Linked DNA regions of Danio rerio: region 2 is linked to region 1. Evidence: chromatin contacts called from public Hi-C data. All regions are on one chromosome and are shown on one strand. The core of a region is the stretch at or near the end of the contact, and the rest is flanking DNA. Distances in the headings are between cores, read along the strand shown.

Evidence for each region. Hi-C and Micro-C count contacts between places; a contact is called where the count stands out from the background.
Region 2: a contact with region 1 is called in a Hi-C map of hematopoietic stem cells, with 2.6 times the contacts expected there. The contact joins the promoter of ier5l here to the promoter of fbxw2 in region 1. A contact is called at or near these places in 1 of 18 Hi-C or Micro-C datasets (hematopoietic stem cells) and 1 of 4 datasets of contacts at active chromatin or transcription factors (embryo).

The regions. Positions count from the first base shown.
Region 1 is chr5:33,011,140-33,015,510 of GRCz12tu, forward strand. It overlaps fbxw2 (F-box and WD repeat domain containing 2), which reads right to left and starts at 1,866. Exons shown (of 7, transcript NM_001018165.1): 1 at 1,431-1,866.
Region 2 is chr5:33,408,988-33,413,318 of GRCz12tu, forward strand. ier5l (immediate early response 5-like) reads left to right here and starts at 2,624. Exons shown (of 1, transcript NM_199754.1): 1 at 2,624-4,331. The coding sequence starts at 2,758. The coding sequence ends at 3,675.

The sequences.
Region 1 (4,371 bases), core at 616-3,115:
CCCAGCTCTGTTTACACTTCTGCAGTGAGCACAGCGTATGGCCTGGTGCAGCCTTCACACGGTCACATAGCCCTCGCCGTAACTGATGCCCACGCTGACCTATCATAAAATGTAACTACATTGATTATTCAGCTTAGTAGCGTTCACTAGTGTGGGCGGCGCGGAGAGGGCAATTTTTTTTTTTAATTGTTCATTAACAGTAATCAAGTTAAAATCTACAATTAATCGAGATTTTGATTTTAAGCCAAATAACCCAGCCCTAGCAAGAAATCCTTAATATTTGACTAAAGAGGTCATCTAGATTCTTAATGACCTCAGGATTAAGAAATTAATTTGTAAATTAACCGCAAATTTCCAATTTGGAGTTTACAATTTGTTTGCATTTAAAAGAAAGAAAGAATGTACTTAGATTTGTATACATATTAAAGACTTTTGGGAACAGATTTGTGGAAGATTAAATCTTTTATTTACCACAAGACGTGACCTTCATCCTCAAAATTTTCAGTTAAGGACATTAATTTAAAGGGTTCAGCAAACAGTAAGTTGTTTAACCTCCTTACTTTATGCTGCCCATACAAATACATTTCTTAAATGAATATCCTATAAACCACAGTATACAACAGTATCAGAATGGCAGAGAGAGTATTTGATCTTTTGTCATTGGAATATATTACCCACAAACTAAGGAGAAAATGTATACCATTTATCAGATCTTCTCTGTAAGTATGTAGCTCCCAGGACATCAGGTACTATTTTGCAAAACCTTTGTAGATGAGCATTAAGCCTTGCTAATTAGTCTATGCTTGTATTATTAATACTTTGTGTATTTTTTTTGTCTTCTTTTTGAGGTGCAGTTTATGCTGTGATGATGATAATGTGATGCTGAGCACTTGTGATCTCTAGTCAGTGTCTGTTGTTTTGTTTTGTTAAAGCAAAAAAGAGAGAGAAAAAAAATAGCAGTTAAATTTTTAGTACAACATAACAACTTGTGTTTAGCATATCATCAAGCAGGACTTTTTAGACGTATCAAGAGTCCTAAAACTGAATATATTGCATTGATATTGCTTGGTGGCATATAACAAGATACTGATGCAACGTTAGTAACGTACTTGTTGTAGAGCCTGAATATTACTGTAAACGTATGATTGTGCCTCAAAGAGAAAAAGGTGAGATCTCCACGACGGATTGGCTGACATGTTAACACAGCACTCTGCAGTTTACACAGAAAACATTGAGCTGAAATGAATATCTCTGCCTTTCAAACACACTTACCAAAAATCAGCTAGCATGCAGGCCAGACTTTTTCAAAAATCTATCTTATCAAGTTAATCTCAAAAACAGGCTCAGCCGCCATTCAATACAAGCATATCTTACAAACCCAACGTCATTCGCGAATACACAATAAAATAAAGCAGTGCAGAAGCACTCACCATTTCCAGTAGAATCAGTACGAGGAGAGCGCTAGCTAGCCGCGCTAGCTAACAGGTGTCAACTCAAATCGATATCGCTCTACAAAGGAGAAACTTTCGTTTTCACAGTCGAGTCATAATCTGAATTAGTCGGGTGACAATTAAAACATTAATCATGAACAAAAATGAGCAAATCTCCCCGTCAGCTGCCATTAATTAAACATCTAGAGTCCCACTCTAGCATTATTATGTACAGTATGAATCTAACGGAAACGCTTTGACTCAGAAAATGTAATCGATCTATAATCGTTCACGGTTTACGACTGTATTATTTAACAATTTAATATCATACGTGAATTTAAAGCAAGTTCATTGCTGTTTTTTCTGTATTTTTTTTTCTCTGGAGTTAGCTGGCTAGGCTAAAAGGGAGCCTCCGTTAGCAATGAGGAATTACAGCGACAGGAAGTTGAGGGAAGAGCAATTTGACACGAGCGGGCGGAAGTCAGGGGGAGTGTCCACCCCCTGTCACTTTTCAAAACATGGCAATGATGGAGTTTAAGGTTCACAAATACTGTATGCAAAACTACCTAGCCTTTACGCATGTAACTTACATGCTTATAGATGCTTTAACATACTATTAGTTAAAAGTCAAGTAGATGTTGTTTATGTGGCGCGGCTCGTTTGATGGCCACCAGAGGGCGTATTATGTCAGCAAACTGAGCAGTTCGGTCATAAAAGACTGCTGGTCTGGGTGGCTAAAGGTTTGTCTTTTATATTTTTAGTAAAGCTTTTTATAATAACTAATCCATATAATAGTAACTAGTATGTCATATTGTTTAATTAATTATAACCTAAGATATAGCAATTAAATAAATCTGAATAAGTACGAGGTTATGTGCTAACAAATGCATGACTGCAAAAATAAAAATTAAATAAATAATAAAAATATGATAACATTTTAATAAAAAATGAAATTGATAACAATAAAACTGGCTCACTTGTTAGTGCTGTCACTTCATAGCAAGAAGTTCCGCTGGTTTGAGTCACGACTAGGCCAGTTGGCATTTCTGTGTGGAGTTTGCATCTTCTCCCCATGTTCACTTGGGTTTCCTCCGGGTGCTTCAGTTTCCCCCACAGTCCAAGCACATCAAGTCCAATCCGCTGTAGTGTATGTGTGTGAATGAGAGTGTATGGGTGTTTCCCAGAGATGTGTTGCAGCTTAAAGGGCATCCGCTGCGTAAAACATATCCTGGATAAGTTGACGGTTCATTCCGCTTTCGCGGCCCCAGATTAATAAAGGGACTAAGCCGAAAAGAAAATAAATGAGTGAAAACTGTATTTAACAAATATTTTAACATTTTCTGAATAACAACTTTTAGTTTTTTTTCTTTACGGTTTTAAAAAAAAGTAATGGCTAATTGAAAACTGTAAATATTTAGCTGATAATTAATTTTGTTTTTAGTTAAGCTAGTGTCTAAATTTTGAATGGCTAGGACAATGTTTAATGTTTCAAACTGTGTGCAAATTATAAAAAATAAAATTGTGTGTTTAGATTATATCACATACAAACAGTAAAAGTAATAGTTAGTTTGCAACTTGACCATTTAGAACCTGATGATAAATATAGGCAGCTCTGTTCCAGGTCCAGTTTTACTTAGTTACAGTAGGCCTAGGCGGTGGGCAGTATGCAATCAGGATTGCTCTGGGACAACTCTGTTTTTAAAATGGATTAATACTAGGCATGGGATGATACCTGTTTTCAAGGTATACCGCAGTTTGGAAAAGTCAAGGTTTTAAAACTGGCAAAGTTTTCTGTTATACCATTCCTAAGGTATGTGTACGTTGTTTATTCAAGTTTTTGTTTTTTTGTTTTGTTTTTTAGGACAACAGTCTCTCCAGCAAAAAAAAAAAAACATAAAAAAATGCAATTTTAACATGTAGAGAAATCTGTGTTCAAATGAAGGCACCAGAAGTCAATGATTTATTTTTAATTATTTAGCTTGACATGTTTACTGCTCCAAAATATTTAATATGTTCTTCATAATAAAATATATTGTGTTCTAAAGGGTTAATTATTTTTTTTTACACAGACTTTTAAAAATAACTTTAGTGCAATAATCATAATACCCTGAAACCTGGATATTATTATCCAAGGTTATCATACCATCAAAATCATAGACCAGCCCATGCATACTCACAACACTATTTATCTGCCTGTCCCTTCATCCATCCATCTACTTACTAGGCCAGTGCATGTACAGTTGAAGTCAGAATTATTACCCCCCTTAATTTTTTTTTTCTCTTTTAAGTATTTCCCAAATGATGTTTAACAGAGCAAGGAAATTTTTACAGTATGTCTAATAATATTTTTTTCTTCTGGAGAAAGTCTTATTTGTTTTACTTCAGCTAGAATAAAAGCAGTTTTTATTTTTTTTAAACCATTTTAAGGACACAGTTATCAGCCCCTTTAAGCTATATATTTTTTCGATAGTCTACAGAACAAACCATCATTATACAATAACTTGCCTAATTACCCTAACCTCACTAGTTAACCTATACCTAGTTAAGCCCTGACACTTTAAGCTGTATAGAAGTGTCTTGAAAAATATCTAGTCAAATATTATTTACTGTCATCATGGCAGAGATGAACTAAATAAGTTATTAGAAATTAGTTATTATAACTATTATGCTTAGAAATGTGCTGATTTTTTTTCTCTCTGTTAAACAGAAATTGTGGAAAAAATAAACAGGGGGGGGGGGGGTGTAATAATTCTGACTTCAACTGTATGTATGTGAGTGTAACTGTGAGCTTTAAAATCTGGAGTTTTCCATGTACAGCTCCAGCTGGATAGGCACAGGGCACCAAAAACTATATCCCTGGAAAACAGAAGTCTGGAAAAAAGCTATAAAAAAAATGTGTGATAAATCTATGCATTTTCACAGTGATGCCATTGACGAGCAA
Region 2 (4,331 bases), core at 1,374-3,873, 400 kb after region 1:
ATTCAACATGATTGTACTGCACACTTACATTCATATTCATTTCTGTTTGATGGTGTGTGTTGTTACTCTTACTTGTTTATTGATTTGTTTGTACTCTGTGTACATTATGAAGATTTGGGTCCTCCTGATTTGAAGCATTGTTGAGATGCAGAGCTGCAAGCTTTAGCACTCACTGTGGAGAAAGAGAGAAGGAGAGAGATGATCAGAAAAATCTGCATGATTCTCTCTGCTATGATCTATCACACTGGTGGGATGAATATATGAAGCAATTTGAGGATGCAGGAAATGTCTGGCATGTACAGAACCAAATCTGATGTTTAGAAAAATTTCAGTCTTTTCCACATGCAAATGCAGATAGGGAACGAGGTCGTTCTGTCTGGAATATTATTGACTCAAAAGGTGAAAATTTAGAGTAGAAACAATCTATTAGGATGATGCAATTATTTGACACAGTCCTTTGTGGAAATTTGTAGAACAGTTTCTGTCCTGGCACCACAGCAGTTACTAAACATCATTTATTGACTATAAATTATTATCTTTTCATTTAAACCACTGTATATCTGTTGCTATTCTTTGCTAAAACACTAGAGAAAACTTCATAATGTTTGCCTATCCATATTGCTAACATTGTTTTGTCAATGACACAGTATTTAACTGTATGAACTGTGTTTTACTGTAAAACATTCATGCAGCGTCACTAATGTTTAAAGTTGCATTGTGAAAAGGTATATTTGTATATTGAATCATGTATATTTACAGTACAGATATGCATACAATTCTGTAAATACCTGTGCATCTAGATAAATGGTGCTGTAAATGTAAACAGTATTTTTGCTGTAACTGAGTAGTGGTAAACTGCTGCCAATAAGTTACAGTAGATTCTACAGGAAATTGTTAACCATGCAAGACTTCACATTGCCATTCCTGTACAAAGTATGAACTACATGAATTTTCTAATGCATTAATTAATGTTGTTTTTAATTATTTGTGTTTCTCAATGAATACTTCGGGGATACTAAATAATATCTGAACAATAAAACAATGCTGAAGGTGTTGTGTTAATTTTGTGCTTAGTATCTTAAAGTCTTATATATCTAAAGTTATGGTACTGACTAGTATGGCATAACTGATTTGTAAAAAATTATTATATTATATTATATTATATTATATTATATTATATTATATTATATTATATTATATTATATTATATTATATTATATTATATTTATTATATTAATTCATTTTCATTTCGGCTTAGTCCTTTTAATAATCCAGGGTCGCCACAGTGGAATGAACCACTAACTTATCCAGCACGTTTTTACGCAGCGGATGCCCTTCCAGCCGCAACCCATTTCTGGGAAACATCCACACACACTTATTCACTATGGACAATTTAGCCTACCCAACTCACCTGTATCGCATGTCTTTGGACTGTGGGGGAAACCGGAGCACCCAGAGGAAACCCACGCGAATGAAGGGAGAACATGCAAACTCCACATAGAAACGCCAACTCAAATAGCCGAGGCTCGAACCAGCGACCTTCTTGCTGTGAGGCGACAGCACTACCTACTGTGGCACTGCGTTACTCTATATTATATTATAATATTTTATGTTATGTTATGTTATTTTACATTATATTATATTATATTACAATATATTATATATTTTTACATCGTATTATATTATAATATTTTATTTTATATCATATTATTTTACATTATATTATATTATAATATTTTATATTATATTATGTTATATTATTTTACATTATATTATTTTACATTATATTATATTATTATAAATTATATTATAATATTTTATTTTTCATTATAGTATTATACAGTATATTATATTATAATTTTTATATATTATAATATATCATTTTACATTATATTATTTTACGTTACATTATATTAAATTATTTTTCACATAATTAACACTTTTTATCATTGCTTTAGCTTGAAATATACGAATGCATAGAACTGAAACTTAAAATAAGACAAAAGTATATGTAATGCACGCATAATAACGTTAATAGTTATTATTTATCACGAAGATTGAATAATTCAACACTTTAATGTTTTTTTCTCCTTTTTTTCACTGACCTGTAATTAAAGTTACATACTAATTCGTTTACATGGTTTGCATTCAAGTATGCGCGCGTATAATTTAGAGTATAATCTTGAAAAGTTATTTTTTCTCATCTAATAATTTATTATTTTTAATAATTTAATCAAGTTTTTTTATTATTATTTCAGCCCGTGCATGTGAAACATGCAGTGCTTTGTTGTTTTTAAATGTAGTTTTCAGTAAGTTTGTAAACTTGTGTGACATCCTTCAAGTTGTCTCTCCGGCACACATGACAAGAGCGCGCACTCCGATGTACAATGCGCCTCATGAGAACATTCCAGTTTGGTAAAGTCAGTTTGGAATTTGAATAGCACAGAAGAACCGCCTCTCTGTGATTGGACAAGATCAAAACCTCTGAGAGGAATCCGCTTGTCACTCAACGGCATTCTGGGCCTCTGATTGGCCGCTGGCGAAGTGGGCGTAAAGTTCTCCGCCATATATATACTATGGCAGCAAGCGCAGGCTAATGATTGCCTACGCTCACACGTTGAGGCAGAAACGACCGCGTTCAATGTTTCTCCACAGAGCTGACTTAAGCCTTCGTCCCCGAACGAAATATCGTGATTCTGACTAAAAGAAAGTTAGTTTCCTTCGTCGGAGAGGTGGGAAAGCATCAGCAGCCCGACCATGATCAACACCATGGAGTGTGCAGTGGATGCACAAAGTCTGATTTCGATATCTTTACGGAAAATCCACAACTCCCGTACGCAGAGAGGAGGAATCAAGCTGCACAAAAACCTGCTGGTCTCCTATGTGCTGAGGAACGCCAGGCAGGTCTACATGAACGAGAAGTACGCGGAGATCTACAGGATGCAGCAGTACGAGGAGGTGATGACGGTCTGCAACGAGATCCAGGAGCTGAACCCGCTGGATCTGGCGGAGGACTGTGAGGATCAGACGGCGGACTGCTGCGGCAGCGCGAGCGAGTCAGCGAGCCTCTGCGGCGCGCTCCTGCCCGCCGTCGGTCACCAGACTTCACCGGCGGCGCAGCACATACAGCCGGCCAGCGCCTGCTCGGTGCCCCTGGCTCTCCAAAGCGAGGAGGTGTGCAAAGCGGCGCCGGAGCCCTCGTTCTACCGCAGCTGCTGCGCGGAAGCCTACCCCGTGTCCAACTGTGACTTTTCGCCGGTAAACAACATGCACTGCAACAAAACTACAGTGCTCGACTTGGACACGCATGTCGTTACCACAGTAGAGAACGGGTATTTGCACCAGGACTGCTGCGCTTCGCTCCAACAGTGCTGCCAGGGCGCACAGAGCCCGGCCAAGAAACGCAAGCTTGACTTTGGTTACTACGTGTCCGAGATCGAGGAGGCACCGGATTTTACGCCGTGCAAAAGAGCGAAATTCGAGGACTCCTCATACGCGATCACGGAGCCCTTAGACACGTCGAACATTTCCAACCTCATCTCGATCTTCGGCTCGGGGTTTTCGGGACTGGTGAGCAGACAAGCGGACTTGGAGCAAGCCTTAAACGGACAGTTCTGTAGCAAACAAGCCCTGGCGAGTTTAGGGGCTTGGACGCGAGCTATTGTAGCCTTTTGACTCTGTGGTTAATGCGAATTCAGATACTTTATGAAATTGTACAAAGTCTAAGACAAATTGACTTTTATTTTTGCAGCAAAGTTATTTAAGCCTTTCTGTTTTTATTTTTGGTTTGTTTTTGGTTTCGTTTCAGTGGGGGAGGCGGACAGTGGTTGTAGCCTACCACTTGTGATGTATCCTTTAAAACAAATGTCGATATTACAAACAAACGAAGTTGAATTTCGTTGCCTTAAACCCAACGCAGACTGCTAGCTATATGGCCACAAACATGGGAAGTCTCTGAATGTTTCGCTCGTGGATTGTTTCTTTTCTCTTTCTCCTCTTCCCCAGGAACTTTCGCAAAGATGTATTGTAAAAGAGCATTACTACTCACACGTAATGTTGGGAATAACGGGCTGCAAACGGGGAAGCCTACCCACTGCACGCTTATTTCTCAGTCTTTGGGCAGCCGTGTCATATTCTCTGACCAGTTTACCAGTAGAGCAGGCTACAGCAAGAGCTCGTGCTGTATGGAGCTCCAGGAAGAGCCCTGGCGCGCACAGACTACATTCTGTAATATCATATAAGGCAATCAAGTAGGCTAATGAAGGTGCAATATTTTGACCCCCCTCCCTGTCCGAGTTTGTTGTTTTCTGTATTCTCAAATGTGCTGTTGA